2 separate regions of the Triticum aestivum genome follow, and region 2 is linked to region 1. The links are chromatin contacts, called in public Hi-C maps. All regions are on one chromosome and are shown on one strand. The core of a region is the stretch at or near the end of the contact, and the rest is flanking DNA. Distances in the headings are between cores, read along the strand shown. Region 1 has its middle 13 kb from the start of LOC123113597. Region 2 holds the start of LOC123113598 (myosin-binding protein 7).

Evidence for each region. Hi-C and Micro-C count contacts between places; a contact is called where the count stands out from the background.
Region 2: a contact with region 1 is called in a Hi-C map of leaf, with 3 times the contacts expected there. The contact joins the promoter of LOC123113598 here to the enhancer-like site in region 1. A contact is called at or near these places in 2 of 5 Hi-C or Micro-C datasets (both in leaf).

The regions. Positions count from the first base shown.
Region 1 is chr5B:608,003,128-608,008,714 of IWGSC CS RefSeq v2.1, forward strand. No RefSeq gene overlaps it. Among protein-coding and RNA genes, the nearest start is that of LOC123113597, 13 kb to the left of the region's middle. Within about 2 kb of position 1,499, at least 6 of the 8 cell types and tissues checked have an H3K27ac peak or open chromatin away from gene starts, as enhancers often do. A contact at or near this core is called in leaf, where this site is marked.
Region 2 is chr5B:608,116,216-608,122,571 of IWGSC CS RefSeq v2.1, forward strand. LOC123113598 (myosin-binding protein 7) reads right to left here and starts at 2,634. Exons shown (of 3, transcript XM_044534893.1): 1 at 1,420-2,634. The coding sequence starts at 2,379.

The DNA of each region.
Region 1 (5,587 bases), core at 249-2,748:
AAAAATGTTCATGTTTCAAAACGTCTTTCAGGAATTTCAAAAATTGTTCTTGCTTTAAATTTTGATCACAATTTAAAAAATATTTAAAAAATGTTCTCGTTTTCAAATCTTTGTTATGTTCATGTTTTAAAAAAATGTTATCTTTGTTATGTTCATGTTTTAAAAAAATGTTCTCTTTATCAAAATATGTTTAGAATGTCATTCATAAAATGTTTATGTTTCAAAAAATGTACAGGATTTTCAAAATATGTTCTCATTTCCAAAATTTGCTCACAATTTTCAGGAAAATGTTTGGGCTTCAAAAAATGTTCAAGAATTTCGGAAAATGCTTCTTGTTATTCAAAAAAAAACACAATGTCAGAAAAGTTTCTAATTTTCCAAAAAAATTCACGTTTTAGAAAACTGTTAGGGTTTGTAAAAAAATGTCCATTTTTTCTAAATTCGGATTAGAAATTTTTTTCACATTTTTTTCGAGAATAAGCTTAGATTGTAAGAAAATATTTGTGGCATTTCGAATTTTTTGAACTTGTGAAGAAATGTTTCTAAAATATTTATTCTAAAATCTCAACCCTTTTGAATGTTGTTATAGTCTTTCGCGCTTAAATACTCTCTCTGTCCAGAAATACTTATCGCAGGGATGAATGTATCTGGACGTATTTAAGTTCCAGATACACCTATTTTTATCCATTTCTTCGACAAATATCTCTAGACGAAGGGAGTATTCAGTAGCACCTTTGTGGTCAGAGTGGCTAGCTGGTCGTGGTATGCTCTGTGGTGTGCGTGAGATGGTGGGATTGAATCCTAGCGTAGCCAAGCTGGTTGTCGGGCTTTTTTAGGTCGCGCGTGGTACATGAAATACATGTGGCTTTCGCGTCGATGGGCCGGCCCAGTCGTGCATCGCGCGTGTGTGTCGAGCTTCTGTTTGACGCAGAATGAGTCGTACTGTATGTCTCTATGACGCACTCAAGCCAAATCCTATTCGGCGCTTAAGGCGCCGAATACAGTGCATTTGGTACAGGGCGCATACCCCTCCTGTACTGCTTGGTTGGGTTTTTTTAGGTCGCGTGCGGTATAGGAAACACATGTGGCTTTCGTGTCGATGGGCCGGCCCAGTCGTGCATCGCGCGTATGCGTCGAGCTCCTGTTTGACGCAGAATGAGTCGTACTGGATGTCTCTGTGACGCACTCAAGCCAAATCCTATTTCGGCGCTTAAGGCGCCGAATACAGTGCATTTGGTACAGGGCGCATACCCCTTCTGTTTGACGCATAATGAGTCGTGCTGGATGTCTCTATGACGCACTCAAGCCAAATCCTATTCGGCGCTTAAGGCGCCGAATACAGTGCATTTGGTACAGGGCGCATACCCCTCCTGTACCGCTTGGTTGGTTTTTTTTAGGTCGCGTGCGGTACAGGAAACACATGTGGCTTTCGCGTCGATGGGCCGGCCCAGTCGTGCATGGCGCGTATGCGTCGAGTTTCTGTTGGACGCAGAATGAAGGCGCCGAATACAGTGCATTTGGTACAGGGCGCATACCCCTCCTGAACCGCTTGGTTGGATAACGGGCCGGCCCATCCCGCTTCCTTCCGCCTTTTTTTCTGACTTCTGTAAACTGCAAAAAGGGTGTGCATGGCAGGATTCGAACCCGCGACGTTCTTGTAAAGAATACGACGCCACAACCAACCCGACAACAGACCCTATGTGTTCATATGGTGAGTTGTTCGGCCTTTTAATCTATTTCTTCTTCTTTCTTCGTTTTTTCTCTCTGTTCTTTTTTTCCTTTCCTTTTCCAAATTCGTGAAAATAATTGCGAAAGAAACTCGTGAACTTTTTTCAAAATCCATGAACTTTTTAAAAATTCGTGAACTTTTTCCTTGAAAGTAGATGAACCTTTTTCAAAATCGATGATTTTTTTTTCAAAATCGTTGAACTTCATTCAAAATTGATGAACTATTTTCAAAATCAATGAACTTTTTACAAAATTTTGTGAACTTTTTTCAAATCAATGAACTTTTTTTCAAATTCATGAACTTTTTTTAAATCCATGAACTTTTCTGAAAATCAATGAACTTTTTAGATCCATGAGCATTTTGTTTTTTGAATTCTGTTTTCTGAAATTCTGACATTTTTCTCGAAAGTCAACAACAAAACGATCGAACTGTTTTTTTCTCTTCAGTAACGAAAAGATCAAGCAGAGAAGTGCTCATCGTGCGCGAGCTCGTCGGCTCGTTATTGGGCCGGTCCACATAGCCAGGCGCACGGGCGGTCGTTTCCTCTACTGGCGCATAAGGCGCCAGCGAGGAGCTCTCCGCACTCAACGTCTAATAGGGACCTCCACCCACAATGAGCCATGATTGGACCAACCCATTTACTGCACCTGTAGCACATGGTACACTATAGCAGACCGATCCGTTCTAGCGACTCCTACTGTTGTAGGTCTGTAGCTATCTAGTTCATTTTAGCGCCCCGATGTAGCAAACCGGACACGGTAGCCTTGGGTTACTGCAACAACCTATTTTTAGTCACTTCTTATTTTGAACATTTTAAAAAGCAAACAAATCTTGAGATTTATGAACATTGTTTGGGAACACGGTCATTTTTTGAATTATGGAACATTTTTTGAGACTATGATTATTATTTTTGAAAATTCCAACCACTTTTTAAAACATGAAATTTTAAAAATCTTTCCAAACAATTTTTTTAAATGGGTACATTTTTAAAATTTGTAACAAATTTTGAAAACAATAATTTTTTTAAATCCCCATTTTTTGTAAATGCGGACATTTTTCTAAGACCCATTTTTTGAATTTCTGAACAAGTTTTGAGAAATGGTCGTTTCTTAAATTCAAAAAATCAATCATTTTTTAGAAAGCAAATATTTTTAAAAATAAAATAAATTGGAAAATAAACAGAAAAAATGCTAAAAGAAACAACAAGAAAAAAAATAAGACATGAACCAGTCAGAAACCTTCTAGAAAGTTTCTAACACCAAGATTTGTGCTCGGTGTTACTACCTATTTCTACCCTTCCTTCCTCTGGGCTGATAAAAATTGGCAGGATTTTCACTTAGCATTGCAAAATTAGGAGCCCTGACCTTATTGTTCGATTATGAATCGTTATTTGTCGGCACCGTTGACGCTACTAGCAAGTCAAAGTGTGTCCTTGTCAATAGGATATATTTACACAAGGCACGACACTTATGTAGTGTAGCAGATGTTAGTAGCGCAAAGTAGGTCGAAGCACATGTTTGATTCTGAGTTATACCATAATGTACACTTTGTCAATCAAAAACTAAAAATATAAGTAAATGAAGAAAATGTGGTGGATGGTACAAAACCTACCGAATCTGAAGGAAGGCGAATACTGTACATAGTTGCATTCCTTGATTATGAGACGATGTCTACTCCCTAAGCTGCGTCAAATTATTTGTGAACTTATTTGCTTAACTCAAATGATCAATTTTTTTTGTTCTGTAATGGTGCCACAAAAGCATTATCTTGAAGGAATTTAGACGGTTCATTCCCCAAACTTGCACCTCCAATATCAAAGTGGATAGAAAAATATGTATATTGAATATTATTGTGATTTTTATATTATGGGCCTTGAATTTTAGTTTCGCCCTAGCCTCTGAAATCTCAGGACCGGCCCGGTGTTTAGCACATGTTTTTTTGGTACAGTCTGCCTCAATGGTACCTTCCAAAAAAAAGTTGCCTAAAATATTGTGTGAACGCACACACAATTTTGTAGCCATTGGATCCACATCCAACCATCACAATCTGCTCAGGTATCCAATAAATACACCACTTGAACCCAACCCTAAACCATCTCCCTTCCATCCCGCCGCCGCCGCATTCCTCACATCGTCCTCTTCATCCACCCTCATCTATCTTTTTTGCTGCCCATCTCCCTCTTCCAAGTGATCTATGTGTTGGCACTCTTCCTCCACTTTCACGGCGGTCGTTGATGTCGCCTCCAGACAATGAGTGGTGATGCCTATGGTGCATCCCACAAAAAGATAATTGCGGGAGGAGGGGAGGAGGAGGCGCGGAATTTTTCATCAAGGGGAATTTGCCGCCACCGTAAAATCACTTTGTTGGCGGTCTCTCTCTTGTTGGAGGCAACACCTTTGGCACATCCTCTTAGCGATGGCGCTAATGAGTTGATTCTTTTGGTTGACGAAGAAAAAAAAGGCGGGATCTCATGCACTAGCAAAATCGACTAGAAGTTAAAAGGTAAATTTTGGCTACTTACAATGCATTGTAGATCTAAATCTCAAACCTAATCCAATAGTGCAGTTATGGTCCCCACCATACCATATGAATTGCACCCTGGGATCCTGGAGAAAATCCCGCCAAGTCTGCAGACAATTGCCCACGCCTCCGTCGTTTGCAAAGCATGGCGCCTCATAGTGTTTGCTCCTGGTTTCCTCCACCGGTGCCATGCACGCCATGTTGCACCAGTGGTCATGGGTTTCTTCCACAACTCCAAAACACTTCCCCGCCCATTCGTACAGATCAACGACACCACTAGCTTATCCTTCTGTTTTCCTAATTATGGCAATTACTCATGGACGTTCATGGATTGTTGTCACGGCCGTGTCCTCCTCCGTAACGGCCGTCGGTTCCTCCTGTGGCACCCAATGACCGGACACTACCGCCTAATCAATGCCGAATATAGTCGTTGGGAGGAGTACACCGAGAAGAACAGCAATGCCGCGTTGCTTTGTGTGGTTGATGACAACGATGGCAAACAAGTTTGCTGCCAACAACCAACAAGTCCATTTCGTGTTGCCCTTGTCCACAATGATTCTCGGGGTCGTGTTCATGCGGGCGTCTACTCCTCACTTACTGGTCAGTGGAGCCTGCAGCCTACGTCGGTGGATCTCCCGCTGTTGTGTGACATCCGTGTGGAGCCATGTGTCATTATCTTTAACACTATGTACCAACCTCTCAATGACTACCATGTGTTGGCCTATGACATGGACAAGAGTACTCTCACTGTGTTCGAGCGGCCGAATGGAGGAAATGCCCGTCTAATGAAGACTGATGGTGGTGGACGACTCGGCCTTGCCACCGTGGAGGACCTCACATTGTGTATGTGGGCTCGGGGAGCCTACAGTGGCTGGGTACTACGCACCTCGGTTGATCTGGGAGAGGCCATTGCATGCTTGTCAAAGGTCACATTGCCTAAGGTAGACTCTAGCTTCCTGGTGATGCCGCAAGTGAAGATCATTGGGAGCGCCGAGGAGGGAGACGCACTATTTTTGTGGACCATGGTCGGTATATTCGTTCTATGTCCTAAAACTATGGAGTTCAAGAAGGTGCATGAGGCTGTTAAGGGCATGGAGATTGTGTACCCATATACTGCCTTCCCCACTCCTGCCAGCTGGTAATTATATATGCACCTCAATGCATGCCTAAGCACTTATGATATTCCCTATGTTGCTCGAGACCAGCATGTAATGTGTTTTGCAAGCATTTTGGCCAGTACTTGCAGGTTTTTATTGCGTAGCTGGTACTCAAGTCTGAGTATGAGTAGCAAGTTTACTATCAGTGCACCGAGCTAGTCTTTTATTTTCTATCTGTGAG
Region 2 (6,356 bases), core at 1,384-3,883, 110 kb after region 1:
TAAAAATTGTTAATTTCTCAAGGATGAGAACAGTGGCAATGTTATGGAATACCGAACTACTCAAGGGTGGACATGAAAAATTCAGATGGAATTAGCAAAGGCAGTTGAAAAATAAACAAAATACTCTCTATTATATAATGGTTTCCTTTTCCAAGTTTCAGCTCCAAATAACGCAACAGAAAAACAGAACAGACATATCATGCAACATATATTTTCAAGTGCCATTGTATCTCATTACTACCATGTCTAGATGAAAGGTTAACAAGAAAAGGAGTTCAGTCTGTAGTTGTGAACAAGTATTAGCTGAAGTATTGTTAGCATTTGACATACCTTTGGTAAACGAACTCTATTCACTTCACAAATTTGTTTATCAATAATCATCACTGTCGTTTAAATTTCAATTATTAATGACCACGATGGATTACTACTGAAGTGTGTATTATATGCATATGAGAGAGAAGAATATAATTGCTGCGGCACACCATTTAGGCATCTCAAGCAACATTTTGTACTAAAAACATTGGGGATGGTATATTAACTTTGACCGAACACACACGATGATGATATAAAAAATAACTTACAGTAATTTCATTTATCAGGTTTATCTCCCACGCAGCCAAACTTTCAAAATCCAATTTCATCTAGGCCACCACCAAAATCTTGCACTAAATATATTAATCACATGCAACGCAACTATTCTGCAAGTGTGCAACTCTCCAGTGTACTAAAATTAGAACCTTAAGCACATAGTCTCCCAAATGTACTACGTAGCTAAAAATGAATCCACCAAACGAGAAGTACTTTTATTCTCTCCTAATAAGAGACACAAACTAAATCCTGAGCATCTCCAAATATAAATATACGCAGCCCAGTCACTAAATTGTCAACTCAATGTTTTAATAAACATCAAGTTCGTGTAAACAACAAAGAGTACAGAAGCTGATAATCACACTTCCAAAGCAAGTTCATGCACTCAATCTAGCTGCAAATGTTGAAATCGCTTATAAACACATCATATGGCATCAACTTAACAAAGAAACAACGGCAAATCATCAGCACCCTAAAAATAGTTTAGAGTACTCACTGGTGCCTTGCTGCTTCAATTCAAAAGAAATAAAAAATTCAGTTCATTTTACGAAGTTTAAGAAATGTCAAAATTCTGATTCTGTGCCGCTCCCGCGCCCAGCCAAGATTTGCAATGCATTTCATGCGAGGCACAACCAAAATCTCCCAAACTAAATCCATCAATCACATGCAATGCAACTAAATTCTACAAATGTGCTAGGCTCCAAATTTAGCACCAATATTCTGAAGTTAGCACCTGATGAGATTAGCAAATGCACGAACGATGTTTGCTAAGGCATAATGAATTTACAAACTTACTAATAATGACCCAATGTTGAGCGAACTCAATTATACCTTGCAAATTCCTAAAGCCGAGAATCTCTTCGCCGGGACAACAGCCTTTTTAACAATGCTTTTCCTCTCAGAGACCACTTCCCAGCAGAGTCGACGAGCCATCTCCCTTGCCATGACCAACTGTGCTCTCTCCGCCCGGAGCGCCGCAATCTCTCTGTGCATTGCCGCTCTGTCCGCCTCCAGCGCCTCCACCCTCGCATATAAACCCCCTGCATTGCCGGCTACATCCCCCACGTATTCCCCCACCACCGCCACGGCCGCCATCGTCGGGCTCGCGCACCTGACATCCACCGTGTACTCGAACTCTTTCTCCACAGGGGCAGTGGATTGCTCTTGCTCTTCCTCCTCGACCATGGCTTTCACCTCCATGCCAGCAGTGACTAACAAGTCGGCGCCGTCCCCCTCTGCCTCGGGCGAGACCAGGTCGTCGATCTGGTCCGCGTGGCCGCGCTGCTCCTCGTAGAGCTCCTCGTCCTCCTCGTCGGAGAAGGTGTCGGGGTCGATCCCGTGGGACTGGAGGCGCGAGTGGTAGGATGCGGCGAGGTCGGAGAGCGAGGCGAGCTCCTCCTGCACCTCGCGCTCGTGGTCGGCGCGGCCCTCGGCGTAGCGGCGGAACTGGCGGGCCTCCATCTGGGCCGCGGCCTTCTCCCGCTGCAGGCGCTCGATCATGAGCATGGCCTCGCTGGCCGCCGTCTCGGCCGAGGCCCGCTCGGCCTCCAGCTCGCCCTGCAGGCCCAGCGCCGACTCCTCGGCCGCCTCCTTCTCCATCGCCAGCCGCGCCGCGGCCGCTTCCAGCTCCTCAACCCGCCGGAGCAGCTCCGCCGCGCCCGCTCCTCCGGCGCCCGCCCTCGGCGACGGCTCCGGGGACCCCGCGGGCGGCGGCCTCCGCTTCACCGACCGCCGCGACTCCTGCGGGGAGCAGGATGACGAGGAGGGGGAGGGGTCCGCGAGCTGGTCCATGGGGGCAGCATGTATGTGCCCCGCGGGATCCGATCCCCAGCCCCGGATCCCGGCCCCCGCCGCCGGCGGCGTCAGCGCGGCCGCCGTGGGTGGGGTCGGACGGCCGGCGAAGGTCCCTTTCGGCGGGGAGGGAAGGGGGAGGGGAAAGGCGGGGAGTGGTGGGGTGGCGTGAGTTGGACGGGACGTGAGCTGAGCTGAGCTAGGCTGGAAGAGGCCAGCGGCAGCGACAGTGCTCAATAATTCGATCGATCGGAAATGATCCGGATAGTGGTACGATTAGATTAAGGGAGCTGGGAATAAGCGGGTGGGCCGGCATCATCATTGCATCACGCCGGTGAGCTTTCCACGTCGCCCGCGCGGAAAGAAACCGTAAAAAGAATGAAGCGGCCGCCACTCACGATTTGATTTGATTTGGTTTAATCTAGCCTTTCCCTCGCGCGTTTGGGGAAGAACAGAGGAGGAGCAGGGAGATAAAAAAGGTGCGCACTAGCTTGGCAACTTGAGGATTGTGTGGTGTTTTTCTCAGCTACAACAAAAAAAGGAACTTCTCGCGGGAAAATAAACAGCAAAAAAGGAACTTGGAATTGATTCAGTGGCATACGGTCGCGCTACTGCTACGTGCGCCGCCACTAACCGTGGAAATCGTGCAGGGGGGGGGGGGGGGGGGGGTTCGTCTACGTCTACGATGTGCCGCCACTCCTGCGGATTTATTTTTTACGTTTGCGCGCGAGCTGGCCTGTCCTGGCCACACCATTTTTATTTTTATTTTGTAGCACGCCATCTTTCTGTTCGTCGTCGTTTGTCTCGCGTCGAGGCGACGGAAGGCAGCGCCGCGGCGGCTCATGGCGGCTGATGTTTCCTGATCCGGCCATTCGGGTCAAGGTTCCGTCGTCAAGGGCAGGGGTCAATGGTGAAAGAGGGGCAGAGGTCAATGACGTGGTCCGTGCGATCGAGGAGTGCGGACATAGCTCGTGGCGTCATTGGACGTGCACGTGAAGGTTTAGCGATCGAGATCGGCGGTGTCTTCAGCTTCCTCGTGGCATGTCTTGTCCTATTTTTGTCTGCAGAGTGTCCTAATCATCCACACTGAGGTGTGGCCCTGTTTACATATACCTGAAATGATTATTGTTGGAGCAAACAAAGCTAGCTAAACATTATCACTTCGTTAACAACTTATTACAGCAACACCAACCGGCCGATCCAAACAGGCGGTGATTTTGTCCGTTTGGTTCGGCCCGATGGACACCCATGTCCGCATTCGCATTTGGATTGGCGCATGTGCCCAGCGGTGGCCCGACCCATTTTTTAGTTCGCGCGAAAAAAACACCACCGATATTTTGAAAATAAAAAATATTAATTAAACATTAATGTCGACCACTTTACATTAAGTAAAAACATTTAATAAAACTAAAAACTAGAAGGAGGCACGCTGCCCTAGGCATCCTCCTCGTCGTCGTCGGGGCCAGTGAGGTCGATGATTGTCGGCGCCGGGCCAGCCCAGGGGAACGCCGTCTCCCGGGCTATGGTGACGTCCTCCGCCGCCGGCTGGGCTGCCCCACCCCGGGCACGACGCTCCTCCTTCGAATCGTGCTCCAACTGCTCAAGCGGCTCGCCCTCGCGGGGCTCCTCTGCTAGCCTGCGCCGCCGCCATTGCTCCAGGTAGATCTGCTCATGCGTCGGCGTCGCCCCGAGCCAGATGGGGGGTGCGCTGACCCACTCGCGCACGTACCCGTGCAATGTGTAGTGCTCGGTCTTGACGGGGGTCGACGGTGGCTCGGTCTTGACGGGGGATGGCCGCATCAGTGGCGGCACGACGCAGTCGCCGACAGCGGAGAGCGCCATGGCCTCCGACAGCCGCACCTGGTACGCCTCCTCCTCCTCCTCCTCCTCCTTACGCCGCTCCTCCTCCTCGCTTTCACAGAGGGCAGCCGCCAGAGCCGCCTGGTAGGCGGCCTCCGCCTCCTGGTCCTTGTCGTGCATGACGAGGGCCGGCGGGGTGCCAGCCACCACGTTGCGGACGCCGCGCCGACGCTGCTCCTCGTGCTCCAACGCGAACCAGACCTCCCAATCGGGAGAGTCTGATGCGTTGGCGGGGTTGAGGCACTGCTCCGGCGACAGCTGCTGCCAATGGTGCCGCACCTCCTCTGCGTGCACCCGCGCCGACCACGGCACCGCTGGCACTAGGATCCTCTCCGGATCCAAGTGCCAGTCATGTGGCAGCATGATGTCAGGATAGGGGAGGTGATGCGGAGCATCCCAAGGTCATCCCCATGGACCTACCTTCGACTCCCATGACACCACTTGGACCAATGACAAGAGCTCAGCAAAGGCTATCGAAGATAAGGTGAACTCGCTCCTCTCCAAACTTCCATTTTCTATTTATAAGACAATGGCTACTACCTCATGCAGAGACCCTATGTGTGATCAGGTATTGGGAGGAAAGCCACGGATCAGCTACACCCAATGGACAAGATGCGAGGACACCAAGTTCAATGGACAAGAAGAAGGACTGCTTGAAACTCCCAGTCATCGGACGACCGACGTCTCTCAGACGTCCGATGCCTGGAGGCTCCAACTGACTAGCCAAGTCCCTGCCCGTGCTCGCTCCAGAGCATCGGACGTCCGACCATGACCGGACGTTCGGACCCTCGCGAGCCATCGGACGACCGGTGACCATCGGACGCCCGACGCCTATGTGACCACCCGCGTGTTGGGCCGATGCCCACTTACCCTTTCGTCCACTAAGACTATATATAGACCTCCTCCTCCTCCCTCTTTCTAGGGTTAGCAATGGTTTAGCTCATTTGTGAGATAGAGCTTTGCTCATCCATCCGGATCTACTCCTCCGAGAGAGACCGTTCCCTCTTCGAAGAAGATCCACTTTGGATTCAAGACCCCTTCATGGGAAGACCCCTCAAGACCTCCTCATGGAGATGAACTAGTTGCCACTTGTATCGTCCCTTGTTGGATTCGGATCGTGTATCTCTCTGTGTTTCGAGGATCTAGCACATGTGTAATGGAATCTTGTTGGTTTGAGTGATTTCTCTCCTTGTGTTTTCTCCTCGTGTTCTTCGTGTTCTTGGTAGGATCCCCTCCAATCGTGACAAATCGGGCATCTAGGGTTCCACCCTACATCATCTTTGGTATCACGAGCCTTGGTTGATCATGAATTTGGAGCCCCTACCCTTGTTTCTAGCCTAGTTTTGTTGTGTTCTTCCCCAGTTTCAAAAGTTTCCACAGAAATAGCCCCCCCCCCCAAATTGTGATTTGTTGGTGTGATGAAGTTTTGTTGGATTTGATGCGTGGATTTGCTTTGCCTCACGCGGATCTAGCTTTCCCCCACCATCTCCACCTTTTGCATCCACAAAATCGCTCACTTTTGCCCAATTTTTGCTTCCACATCTCGAAATCCCGAGTTCATCCCGTGCCCAAAATCGCCCAGGCACCGGACGTCCGACGAACATCGGTTGTCCGACCAGCATCGGTCGTCCGACGTTACCTGACGAAACTGAATATTTTCAGTTCGGTTTCCCCCACCGTTCCACCGCCACTTTCGCATACGCACTCCATTACCACCATTCCGCATATGCACTTGCATGCCACCATCGCTTTCCACAGCCACCATCGCTTACCCATTTCGCACTCCGACAAATTTTGACACATTTGGTCTTTGAGAATTTGAGTTGTGGTTCATCGTTTCCTAGGGTGTTTCAGCTAACTAGGAATGGTTCGACATCGACATCACCGCCGCTCATCTTTGTCAAGGACTCGACATCGACCACTTCACCATTTTGACACCTCCACCGTAAGCAAGAAACGGTAACCTCATCATGATCTTGATATTGAGATACATCATCATTCTTGACATTGCATTGATAACCACCATAGCCCATTTTGCATACCTTGCCTATCGATACTTGCCTTTCAGTATTGTCGGCAACGTTACTTGTGCACATTAGTGATCATACTTCCCATAG